Linked DNA regions of Mus musculus: regions 1 and 2 are each linked to region 3. A link is a contact called in public HiChIP or PLAC-seq data. All regions are on one chromosome and are shown on one strand. Each heading gives the region's core, a stretch centred on a gene start, on an enhancer-like site or on the middle of the called end of the contact. The rest is flanking DNA. Distances are from core to core; before and after follow the strand shown.

The links. HiChIP or PLAC-seq counts read pairs in DNA pulled down with a chosen protein or histone mark.
Region 1: a contact with region 3 is called in an H3K4me3 HiChIP or PLAC-seq map of embryonic limb bud, with 9 times the contacts expected there. The contact joins the enhancer-like site here to the promoter of Tmbim4 in region 3. A contact is called at or near these places in 5 of 39 promoter capture datasets (cranial neural crest, embryonic stem cells, frontonasal cranial neural crest and 2 more), 1 of 15 datasets of contacts at CTCF or cohesin (large pre-B cells), 2 of 484 Hi-C or Micro-C datasets (B cells and bone marrow-derived macrophages), 15 of 115 datasets of contacts at active chromatin or transcription factors (a beta-TC-6 cell line, bone marrow-derived macrophages, craniofacial prominence and 10 more) and 2 of 9 other capture datasets (adipose tissue and macrophages).
Region 2: an H3K27ac HiChIP or PLAC-seq map of extraembryonic endoderm stem cells shows a contact between it and region 3, with 2.9 times the contacts expected there. The contact joins the promoter of 4921513I03Rik here to the promoter of Tmbim4 in region 3. A contact is called at or near these places in 4 of 39 promoter capture datasets (HPC-7-derived erythroid cells, cranial neural crest, maxillary cranial neural crest and 1 more) and 1 of 115 datasets of contacts at active chromatin or transcription factors (extraembryonic endoderm stem cells).

What each region holds. Positions count from the first base shown.
Region 1 is chr10:120,870,838-120,875,033 of GRCm38.p6, reverse strand. Msrb3 (methionine sulfoxide reductase B3) reads left to right here. Exons shown (of 7, transcript NM_177092.4): 2 at 3,883-3,999. The coding sequence starts at 3,924. Among named protein-coding and RNA genes, the nearest start is that of Gm15910, 15 kb to the right of the region's middle. Within about 2 kb of position 2,428, at least 93 of the 459 cell types and tissues checked have an H3K27ac peak or open chromatin away from gene starts, as enhancers often do. A contact at or near this core is called in B cells, bone marrow-derived macrophages, craniofacial prominence and 2 more, where this site is marked.
Region 2 is chr10:120,763,479-120,767,740 of GRCm38.p6, reverse strand. 4921513I03Rik (RIKEN cDNA 4921513I03 gene) reads right to left here and starts at 2,009. Exons shown (of 3, transcript NR_038000.1): 1 at 1,903-2,009.
Region 3 is chr10:120,207,539-120,211,443 of GRCm38.p6, reverse strand. It overlaps Tmbim4 (transmembrane BAX inhibitor motif containing 4), which reads right to left and starts at 2,618. Exons shown (of 7, transcript NM_026617.3): 1 at 2,502-2,618. The coding sequence starts at 2,598.

The sequences.
Region 1 (4,196 bases), core at 1,179-3,678, 660 kb before region 3:
CCAATGACAGTTGAACATAAAGTATGTCAGGCCCCATGCCCATGAACACAATGTTTCCAGTTGGACTTTATAGCAGGCATTTTAGTTAGAGGTTCAGAGATGCTATGGTAACATTTCTACTAAGGGAAATGGGGAAAGTGGGGGTTTGAGAGACTGCACGGGTCAGTGGAGCATTTTCTGTCAAGGGTGGTCTTTATTTTAAGATTGCTTTCCTGAGCTGGGCAGTGGTGGCACACACCTTTAACCCCCAGCACTTGGAAGGCAGAGGCAGGTGGATTTCTGAGTTGGAGGCCAGCCTGGTTTACAGAGTGAGTTCCAGGACAGCCAGGGCTACACAGAGAAACCCTGTAAGATTGCTTTCTTGGTTCTTGCTGTCAGCACACCTTTTTTTTCAGGAGAGAAAGAAGACCGTGGTGAGATCTGAGTGTTATGTTTTTAAAAATTGCCCTCGACAACATTCTAATTTGCAATCGGCTTTTGGCGTTGGGGGGAGAGCATTTCACCAGCTTGTGAAAACCCCTCACGTACACAGTTCTTTGCATTTGTTGGCGAGGGATCCGACCTTCAGGGCTGACACTTCAAGTCCACGGGTACAGTCAGCTCTATCTGGAACTAATTATCAGCTTGGTGAATTCTCTGGATTCCCTGGTAATGCTCTCTCTTGCTAGTACATTGTTCAACTGCAGGGCAGAGAGGAAAACGGGGGAGTCGGAGAAGACCCAAACCAAAACCACTCGCAAACTGAGTTCAGTCATGATCTGGACGTTAGAATTCTGAGGCAGTCGGGGTATTAGATAGGAAAGTAGAAATCTTTGAAAATCATAAGGTGTTTGAATTATCTTTGAATTTTTAGTGAGGGTGCTTTTCAGCATCCCACCTGTTACAGCCCTGGCTGGCAATCATACACTGTCACAGATTTCAATTCCTTTTAGCACCATTAGCAAAGCAGCTGGGGGAGACAACACTGGAAATGAGATGCCCAGAACAACCAGTTTTATAGGTTAATCATTTACATTGAGTCTTCTACTCAGGAAGTGACTGAGTGCTTGGTTGTCATGTGCTGGGTAGTGAGATACAAAAAGGTCCCCTCCCTGCCCTGCAGCGTTAATTTAGAAGAGGCAAGAGTGCAAACCACACCAGTATCCTGAAAACTGCCATAGGAGAGCCGGGGGCTCGTCAGGCGTTCTGTAGGGTCAGCGCTGGGAAAGCTATGCTGTGACCAGCAGATGGTGGGAAACAGTATCAGAGAGCATGGACTCGCAACGGAGGCTTGTTCTGGGGAAACCGTGAGCAGTGCATCCAGCAGGGCCATGGGACAGGATAGGATGTGGTGAGAAACACAGGAAGAAGGCATGGAGTTAGATGGATGGGGAGGAGGGGTCTGGGAGGACCTGGGAAGAGTTGAGCAGAGGTGAAACCAGGATCAGAATGTACTGATGGGAGATTTAGTTTTCGTAAATGTTTTCCGGCTCATGTAATACTAAGCAAATATCTGACAGCTAACTTTTTTTTAAAAAAACATATACCACATACTAGGAGAGGTCCCTTTAGCTAATTGCTCTTTTGAACTGCTATTTTAGAGTCGGAGAAGCAAAGGTAAGTAACTTGTCCAAGGTCATACAAGCAGTTACAGAGACAGACAGAGTTCCAGCCAGGCAGTCCGGCAACAAAGCTAGCACACATCCACGGTGACAGGCATCTTTCTGGGAATGGGTTGTGTATTTTACATCTGTCGTCAGGGTCCGTTTTCTATTGCAAGTGTAAAAATACACACTCCTCCCTCTCTTCCCTCAAAACCTCAGTCCCAAAATATTGTTTACCATGCTCCTGTTCCCGGACCGGACACATTAAAGGCGCATCTCGTGGGTGCTTCTGTTGGACGGAGCTAAGCAGGGCATGCAGACACAGGTGGGCAGAACTGCCTTTCAGTCCATGGCTCAGACACATATTCCCAGGGTGCTGGGCACTTCACAAGCATTCTGTAAACTTGCCCACCTTCTCTAACATACTTGTGAGCATTCACGTAATTAAGGCTGTATCAGTGCCCAGCCTATAACACGGGAGATTTGTGAGTGGCTCACACCATGACAGGTTGTGTTCCTTCGTTCTTCCACATCCGAAAAGCCAAGGTGTCTGTGTCAGTAACTCTATCCATTGCTGCACTGCTTGGTGTTAGTATAGCACTTCCAGGGTCGACTTTAAGCACCAAAAAGGAAACAAAGCAGTTTAAACGCCCCCAAACTGGGCAAGACCAATTTGCCACTAGATGGCGCTCTGGCTATTTGGGTAGGGGAAAAAAAAAAAAAAAGATCGAGTAAGGACTATTAAATCACAGCCACTTTGAGCCCCTGGTATTTGCAGTCCTAGGCTTTTAATTGTAGCCGGCATCTTTGTTCTTTGCCTGACCTGCGGAGTGACGTCACTGCCTTGCTTCCTGTGTGCTGGCTTTGACACAAGCCAGATGGCCACAGTGATCCGTAGGCGCCCAGGCCGCCTGGTACAGCGGTTGATGAAACGGAATAGGAAGGCATTTTATGGTCAGCTGCGGGAGCACTGAGAGGCCGCAGCTTTGCTAAGTAATTACATTTACCGCACATACTTTATCCCTCATGGGGAAGGGTCTCATGGAGGGGGAAAAAAAAACTTACATTTTTATTTACGGCGTTGTGAGGTATAGACCTTTGATCTTTTATTAGCCAGTAGTCTGCTACAAAGGCATGCAGTCTTTGCCTGCTCCGCAGTCACTCGTGAAAATGACATCTTTATTTATGTCTAACGGTTCTCAGGCTGCGCATTGTGATTCTTAGCCCCCACCCCCACCCCAACCCCTCCAGTTAGTAACACAAAAATGTTTTGCTTCTGTAGTGAGTTTAGTTTGGGAAAGTCAGAGTTCAGGCATGTTAATACAAGCAGATTTCGGTCAGATATACTCCAGAGCGACTTGGTCAAATAGATTACTGTTTATCACATGTTTGCTCTTCAAGGGGGTCAGGAGAGTCCAGGAAAAGACTTTTATTTCAGGGTAGGGAATGGAGGGGGTGGCGGCGAGGAAATGATCAAGACATTAGTTTCATTCCATCTTTGGACATTAGGCAGTTGAAGTTACTTAACACGGCGTTTTTAAATAAAACACGAGAGATTGATAATCACCCAGTATTCTTCAATCTCATTTGAACTTAGTCCACACCAATCACGGCCCTGCGTGAGATCTTTACGCACCAATCATGGCCCTGCGTGAGATGTTTACGCACCAATCACAGCCCTGTGTGGCATGCTTATGAAAACCCCACAAGCTGGACTTTTGTCTTAATATCGTATAGGTTGGGGATTCTTCTACGTGATTCATTTCTCAAGACTTCAGTAAAATATTTTCTACCCCTTTCAATGTTGGGTCATGAGTTCTACTCCCAGAATTTTATTTAGAGGTTAAAAATCATAGAATTAAACGAAAGGGCACCTTCCCTATGCCTTCTTCAAAGTTAACGGATTGTGGAGCAAAGTCTCATAGTCGTCCTTCATCTTTTGTTTTTTTGTTTTTTTTTTTTTTCCCTTGTCTTAAAGGGCAAGTCTCTACGTAAGGACACATTTTGGCTCTGCTGTTAAATGAGCGTTTCCCACACCACGTTTGCTCTGTGTCCTTGGATCTTCGAGCCTCGATTGCACTCACATATGTACTGGGGATAAAGCCAGCCTCCTCAGCGAGTGCAGGAATTCACAGTGGCAGGGAGAGTCAGCTGTCCATCCGAAACCGCCGCACTATGGTTTATTAGCACTGTGCGTGCGCTTAGCCCTAGGTCAACCCAAGCCATCAGTTGTTCCATGAGTGTGCCTACCGTTCCTGAGGTTTTAATTCGTTGTTTTTGTTTCCTCTTTCCTACTCAGCTTCTGCCGCTGCCTTTGCCTCTGCTGGAGATACCACAGCTATGTCTGCCTTCAACCTGCTGCACTTGGTGACGAAGAGCCAGCCCGTGGCCCCGAGAGCCTGCGGGCTCCCCTCAGGTTGCCAATTGTTGTTCTGTGGTAGGGCACCGGGCAGAGTGGGTATTTCTGCTGCAGGAAATGGTACACCAGCATGCTTTACTAAACTTGATCTCTTTTATTTGGACCCTAATTTAAAGATGGAGATTGGTTACAAACCCTCACCGTCCTCTGAGTGACACCCATTTCCATGGTCCTTTCAATATTGGAGGTCCCTC
Region 2 (4,262 bases), core at 760-3,259, 560 kb before region 3:
GACAGACATACAGACAGATAGACACAGACAGACACAGGCACACACACACACACACACACACACACACACACACACTATAACTGCCTTCCTTTTTGTTACTCATGCCTTGGGCTTGTGAAAGAACGAACAGTTCTGACCACAGCTTTCTTTCATGTGAAGGTCTATGACGTGAAGGAGGACTGTGGGGTCTACCAGATGTCTTACATCTTGGGAGAGTATTAGATCAAAAGTTTTGCATTGTAAGTCCATATTCACTTTTCTTTCCATAGGTGGTAGATCTCTTCCTTGTAAGAGACTGCTGTACCGCAAGGTTTCTTACCTTCTCTTTTGAGTTAGCAATCTAAGGGAATCAGCTTTGGTCTTAGTGTCATGTGCATGTCTGTATGTTAACAAATTGGCTCTCTCATGTTCGTCTCTGAATTATTCACAACAGCCAGGACACAAAGCAACCTAAGTGTCTACCAATAAATGAATAGATGAATATAATGTCCAATATGGTTGTACAGCAGCTTCCTCTGAAGTGAAACATTCCCTGCCTCCTGAAGAGGCTACTGAGACTCTGAAGGTAAAGTCACATGCCGAGGAAAAGTTGCTTGCAATACTTTTGGAGACCCTGCACCGTCTTCATAGAAGGAGTATGTACTGGGAAGGAAAGGAGACTTGGAATGGCCAAACTGCTGAGTCTTTGGCCTTTAAAGCTGCCTACAGATAGCTATGAGACCACTCAGTGAGCTGCCATCCATGATGGGGTGCACTTTTCTGTGATGTGCCTGCCTTTGAGTCAACCCTGCTCCTGTGAGTAACCCCTCGCCCATCCTCCTGTTAGCAGCCCCGATAAAGACTAACCGACAGAGCTAGTCAGACTCTTGTGCAGTGTGCTCTGGTCTTCGAGATATAAGCTCTTAGAGTGAAAATAAAATCCTAGTATTGATCATAGTCTGGCTTGCCTAATGTGATGGCCATGACTCACACAACCGCCATACCTCACGTGAAGTCCGGCTCCATCTCAGCCAATGTGGAGCAGTGGTGGAGCACAGTGGCAGATTGACAGCTGCCAATAACGGCAGCTCGTCTCAGTACCACACAATACCACCATCCTTTTCACTCTGAGAACAAACCAACTAGACCGAAGGCCAGTGAAGTGGAAAAGACAGATACGACTCTTATCTGGGAAACCCGTGGGAACAGTAAGAGCGGGGCTTCCCGATCCTGTATTTGTTTTATGGTGTTTAGAGGAAAGTGGGAATTTCCATCCTGCTGAACCTACAGAGTTATCCTGAAATAACATTCTTTGCTCGTTGTAAGGAGATGATGGTACTTAAGTTTGTCTGATTCTGTTTTTTTTTTCACGAAGAGATTTAAAACCTTGGAGAAGAGTGAAGGGCGGATCTACTCAAAGGATTCTGGCAGAGGGCCTGAGAGATGCCTCAGCAGTTCAGAGAACTTGCTGTTCCCCCGGAGGTTCTGAGTTCTGTGCGACCACTCCTAACTCCAGCTCCAAGAGATATGCGCCCCCTCCTGACCTCTGCAGGTAACAGCACATACACACAGACACACACACACACAGACACACACACACACACACACACACACACACACACACACACACACACACAGCAGGCACGAGTGCACCTATCCTGTAAGCCATCATAATGGATTACCTCTGTAATATACGTTCTATTGGATCTGTTCCTCTAGAGAACCCTGAGTGATATGCCCCTCGAATGCCCCTCAAAGTCTCAGGTTTTGAGTCTGGCAGTTTTGTTGAGAAGTAGATGGATAAGAAGGATACCAACCACACCAACAGACCATTCTACTGATGACTTCATCATTGAGTGTGTTTTTGGGAGGTATGACCTAACTGGAAGTGGCGGGTTGGGAGGGTACCTTTGAATGGCTTACCTTGCCCGAATTCACATGCTGTTACCCAGCTGCAGTGAGATCAGAAGCCCTGCTCCACCCCGACTGCTTTCCTCCACATTGTTCTCTATTGTTTTTCCAGCAGCTGTGACCAAATGCGAGAGAAGGAGGTTTTCTTTTGGATCATGGTTTGCGAGTATAGTTTGTCACAATCATGAAAGCATCGCGATGGGAGTGGCTATCAGGCATGGCAGTGGGAGTGGCTATCAGGCATAGCAGTGGGCGTGGCTCACAGGCATGGTAGTGGGAGTGGCTAGCAGGCGTGGCAGCAGAAGCATGAGGCTGCTGATTCACATCTCAGCGGACCAGGAAAAGGAGAGGAGGGAATGACGGAGCTCAGAGGCTTTCTCCTCTCCCGTTTTTTTTATCCAGCCAAGTCCTCTTTTTATCCAGCCAAGTCCGCAGTGCATGGGAAGGTCTCTACTATGTTCAGGAAAGGTCTTACCCTCTTAGTCATTCCTCTCTAGAAAAAGGCTCACAGATAAGTTCAGAGGTAAGGTGTGACTCACTAATGCCTTGGTGGTTTCTTAATCCAATAAAGTTGTTGATCAGAGTTAGACCATCACATAGTCTGCATCACTATAATTCACAGACAAGGGAACCAGGTGACCATAGGACTGAAATAACTAAACTATGAGCTCAAAGGAAACTGTTCTTTAAAGTTTTTCTCCGATAGTCTTTGAGTTTTTGTAGTACCTACAACTAATGTACAGCTATCAATGTATAGATATGTTTCTCCTGTGAGCTGATACTCTTATCCTGTTCGCTATTATAGGATGGAGCTGGAGCCTTCAGCAGATGCTGAGGGAAGGTTTGAGGCTGATCCTGGGTGCAGAATTGTGCCCAGTTCTTCCCACCTGATTGTTCATCTACTGCAAACTGGGGCTCGTTTTTCCCTTTGGAAAAATAATCACATTTTGCTGCATTGGAAAGCATGGCTAAGATTGATTCCTGCAGTAATTTAACAGAACCTGAAGCTTTATAGACCTTCTGTCTACAGGACTTCTGACTACACAGAACGTGTCTTTAGGATGTGCCCTTCTTTTCCCTGTTCTGATAGAACTGACTGTGCAAACTAAGGCAGCTTTCAGATGCTATTCCACTCACTGGCAGTGCCATTTGTGCCTCTGAACAGCAACAGGCTGAGGTCTTCCAAAAAACTAGGGAAGAGTGGTAGATCCAGAGGTCTGAGCCTCTCGATTCCTGGGGTGGACACGTTAGGGTGTCTATTGTGAAAGACCGGGGGGAGTGAAGATATGCTCAGGAGATCCCATGGGCTTTGAAGACCTTTGGCATGGCTCTCCATTCATAAAAAGCTGCTTCATTCAGAGCTGTGGCTTCAGAAGTCTGGATGCAGTCAGTTCCTGGCTGGCTGGGAACAAGGAGTTAACTTGAGGCTGGTTCTTCCTGCATGGGTCCAGCCAGCAGCTGTTCATCATAAGCAGGGTCCTTTCATCCTGACAGCTTTCTTTCCACTCAGGGGGAGTTGCCCTGGGAGTACTTGACACAGGAAAGCAGGAAAGACAGAGAGAGAGAGAGAGGGGAAGGGTCTTGTTTGTTTCCTGGGTGGATCACCCCCTTCTTGGCAGGCCTCCAAGAAACGAGTCTTTTCCTGTCCTAAAACATCAGGGAAATAAATCTCTCTTGTAGAGAACAGATCCGGGAGAGGCCCCAGGGCGGCCATGTGACATCCGTCAGGTCTAGCAGCTTGACTGCCAGAGTGGCCAGTGTGTGGCCTGGGCAGCTATAGCACTCTGCCAAAGACAAAAGTGTGTGTGTGTGTGTGTGTGTGTGTGTGTGTGTGTGTGTGTGTGTGTGTGCGTGTGCTGTCAGCCAGAGAGATATAGGTATCCTGAGGATGGTCTACAGCAGAAGGAAATCTGAGAGAAACAGTGAGTAACAGATAGTGGCCTATTTGCGGATGTCACTCAGTGAAGCAGAACTATCCTACGTCAGCTGGAGGGGCCTCAGAAAGCAAACCAGTGAGAAACAGCTGGGCATTAAGACAAGAAAGGCAGAGCCGTACAGGCAGGGTGCAGAGGGGAGTGAGATCTACACACCAGGCCGGTGTGGTTCCGTGGCCCCCAGTGGACTTGACCTCGTTCTCCTCCTCGATCCTGACTTCTGTTTGCGGAATTTGGTTAATTTGAACAAAGCAATCTACCTGTGCAGCTCCAGTCACGTATTTCAATCTTGTCTGTCACAGAGATAAGTATGGGAGGCTGGGGATGTCCCAGCTTGACAGAGAAACAACTGGACCTTCTAGGACTCGAAACAAACATTTCCCTTGAACGGGAAGCTAAGCGTGTCTCTGTTGGGACTGAAAAAGAAGACAGATTTAG
Region 3 (3,905 bases), core at 1,369-3,868:
AAACAAACAAACAAACAAATGGATAGGAAGGTGAGAAAAGGTTGTTGGAGGGAGTGGGGCTGGGCAGGATACACTGTATACATGTATGGAACTGTCAAAGAATAAATTTGAAATATTGGCTTAAAAAAAAAATGAAATCCTGCAATCCAAAAGCCATGATTCAAACGGATTCAAATGGATCACCAGAGAAGCTATGAGCAGTTGATGACTCCTGGGGGTGTGGCGTGAGTATGAATGGCCCCTATAGGCTCTTATATTTAAATGCTTAGTAACCAGGGAATGGAACTATTTGAAAGGATTAGAAGGATTAGGAGGCATGGCTTCGTTGGAGGCAGTGTGTCACTAGGGGTGGGCTTTGAGGTTTCAAAAGCCCAGAATGAGCCCTGAGTCTGTCTCATTCTTTGCTATGGATCAGGGTGTAACTCTCAGGTACTGCTCTAGCACCTGCCTGCACGCTGCCATGCTCCACGCCATGATGATAGTGGACTGAGCCTCTCAAACTGTAAGCATGTCCCCAATGAAATGTTTTCCCTTGTAAGAGTTGCCATGGTCATGGTGTCTTTTCACAGCAATAGAGCAGTGACTAAGACAGGGAGAGCCAGTTTCCTTCTACAACACTATGTGGCTACCCATGCTGTATGTCCTACCACCATGCTCATGGCGGCAGCCCTGCTGGACTCAGTGGGTTTTGTTTTTAACAAGGAGCACATGAAGTTCAGAGGGAAAAGCAGTGCAGGGATAAGGAGGAACTGAGGGGCTGGGGTGGGGGGGATAGATGTGATCAACGCACATCAAGTGCATGTGCTAAATGCTCAAACAACAAAGTACTTTTCAAAATGGGTACTATCAAGGGAATGAAAGGACAGGCCACAGATTGGGAGACAATATTTGCAAAAGATATACCCGGTAAGCAAAGCAAAACAAAACAAACAAACAAAAACAAACAAAACAAAAAACAAAAAAAAAAAAAAAGAAAGAGAGAAAACCTATTAAAATTGCCCAAATCCAAATTAATTAATGACTGCACCAAATTATGGCATGGATGAAGAAGAATTCATTCTTTGTTGCTAGGAATGCAGGGTCACAGTCTAGTGGTTTCTTACAGTACAAAGTCCACTCTTGTGTACCACCCAGCTACCATGCGCCTAGGTATTTATCTAAATGAGTTGAAACTATGTACACACAAATACACACACACACACACACACAAAACCCAGGGGAGTTTGCAAAACAGTTTTATCCATAACTGCCCAAATGCTTGAGCATTCAAGAGAACGACCTTGAGTTGAAGAAAGAAAAGTACTCAGGCACAAAGAGAAAGCAGAGGACGCTTCTATAGCAAGGGCTAGTCAGCAATCCGGCCACGGAGGATAGGGGTGGGGAATCGTAAGTACACACGGCAGTACCAAGTGAATAATGTAGATCTGAAGAGGAAAAAAATAAATAAAACACCCAACACACATGATCTTAACTACGTGGCATTCTGGACTAGGCCTGAGAGAAAGGAAGAATGACAGTCGGACACACATACACTATGACATGGGTGAGCTTTGAAGACATTAATAGAAACATGCCAGTCACAACGGCTAACATGTATGATTTCTTTTTTACTGAGGCAGTTCTAACCGTTTCATAAAGACTGAAGAAATGGGAGTTGCCCAGGGCAGAGGAGGCTGGCAATGGCGAGTTACTTATGGATACAATTTCACTTTTGCTTTGAAAGATGACTAAGTTCTGGCTGGATAGGAAATACCACAGGGCGACAAAACATTACTGCTTGGTACCTCAAAGGTGTCTAGGGTAGCAATTTTTTGGCTACCAGTACTTTTTCATAATGAATATATTTTAAAAGCTGAGCTCACTTGTCAAAATAATTTCAAAATTCATTACAGGAATATCGGGCTAGGTAAGTACCAAGATTCTAGATGCGTCAGAACCACCTTCATTTTTTTTTTTTTTTTTTAAATCCAGAACCGGTTTGAGCTGCCCAGGCAGGTCCATTTCTGTAAAGTGACCTTTGGTGGACAGTGAATTCCGCTTCGTTACGCGTCAACGAACAGCCTAAACTCAAAGTAATAACTTTGAGTCGCCGTGACTTTATGCGTCGGTCTGGGAAACTTCTCAGTCATCACACACACGTATGCCGAGTTCTGTACCCCACGGGGAGACAGTAATGACTAGGATGGTAAGGTCTCAGCACGGGGAACAAATAAATGAGGGCATCAGCCCGTGATTTCCAATGCTTGATATGGATCCTCCTGGTGTGCTGACCCCAAACATGCAATTATATCTGTCCCTACTCCAGAACTGTAATTTTGCTACTGTCACGAATCGTAATGTAAATATCTGATGTGCAGATGGCCTTAGGCGACCCCCTGTGAAAGGGTCCCGCTTGCGACCCTCAGGTTGAGGACCGCTGACCTAGGCGACCCGGCCCACACCTCTAGAAGACAACTATGTCTCCCTCTGGTCACTTGGTCCCCCTGACCCCCGCCACATACCCATGCGGATGTGCACGCTGGCCGACGCCACGCAGCTGCCGTAGTTGAAGTCATCCTCGATGGACGAGCGGGGATAGCCCGGGTCCGTGTCGGCCATGTCGCCAGCAGTGCCCGCCCGCACCTGCCCCGGCCGAAGTGGGAGCCTACACTGACCACAACCGCCTTCACCCACTTCCGGGATGGCCGCCAGACAGAACTAGCCGAACTGCCTCTCTGCAGCGAGCGCCGAACCAGTCGATCGCTCCCATGGAAAAGTCTCCACTAGGAGAGGAGGTTGCTTTCTAGTAGGAGACAGATTGCTCTCTCCCACGTCATCGCAAGGGAGTTTTTTCTAGGATTTTCTTTAAAAGTTCCTCTAGGCCTCTAGAGAATCTCTTCCAGAAAGAGTGCTAAACAAGATAGAAAGATTACGGTATCAATCAACAACCTCTCATTAATTCACTTCAATACTTGGTCCAGGAATGCACTTTTAAGTAAAATTATTTTAAAGCAACATTTAGGCCTTCATTTATTGACCATTTCTTTTAAAACAGACCCCCCCCCCTGCTTTTAAAGTTAAATAATCCTTCATCTTGAAAGACAAGTAGGAATCCACCCCCACCCCCATCCCACCCCCACCCCATGGGCGTAATTCAGGTTTTCACGGATTCGATGTTTGTGAATTGAGAGGGCAAAGTCATCGTGGTGGTGTACAGGACAAGTGCCAAAGAATGAGGCTGGACAGATGAACAAAGGCAAGACCACTGAATGCCAAATATAGAATTCGTGACCGAAACCAAAACCAAAGGAAGAAGGACAGAGAAAGTGGCGATAACAAAATGCATCTGTCATGACACTATTGCAAGCATGAGGTGTAGACTCGCCAAAGAAATATTCCAGGACACCACTAACTTTATTTATCTTTATTGTTTTAAGGGTCTCAATATGCATCTAGCTGCCGTGAGACTCATTATGTAGACCAGACTGGTCTTGAACTCAGAGATCCACCTGCCTCTGTCTCATGAGTGCTGGGATTAAAGGCGTACCAACCGGCCCACTTGTAATTATTTCTATGAGTTTACTTTGACTCATCCCAAAGACAGCAAGTGGGATTCAAAATATTGAAGAACTGTCTATTCTAAAACTAAAAATGTAATATTTTCAGGAAACTTTTTTCAGATATGTTCCACAATAACAAGAATGAAACATGCTTAGCTTTTTATTATTTTTTAAACATGTTGTTACTCACTTCAATAAAGGTAAGAATAGTATTTATTATAGAAGGCAAACTGGAGAAGAATTGGCAACCATCTTTTTATTATCTAAAGACAACACCAATATCTCATTCAGAAAAAAATAATTCTAGCTAGATTGTGCCCCCTATGTGAAAGACAAAATATTAGAACTTAAAGTTATATAAAATAA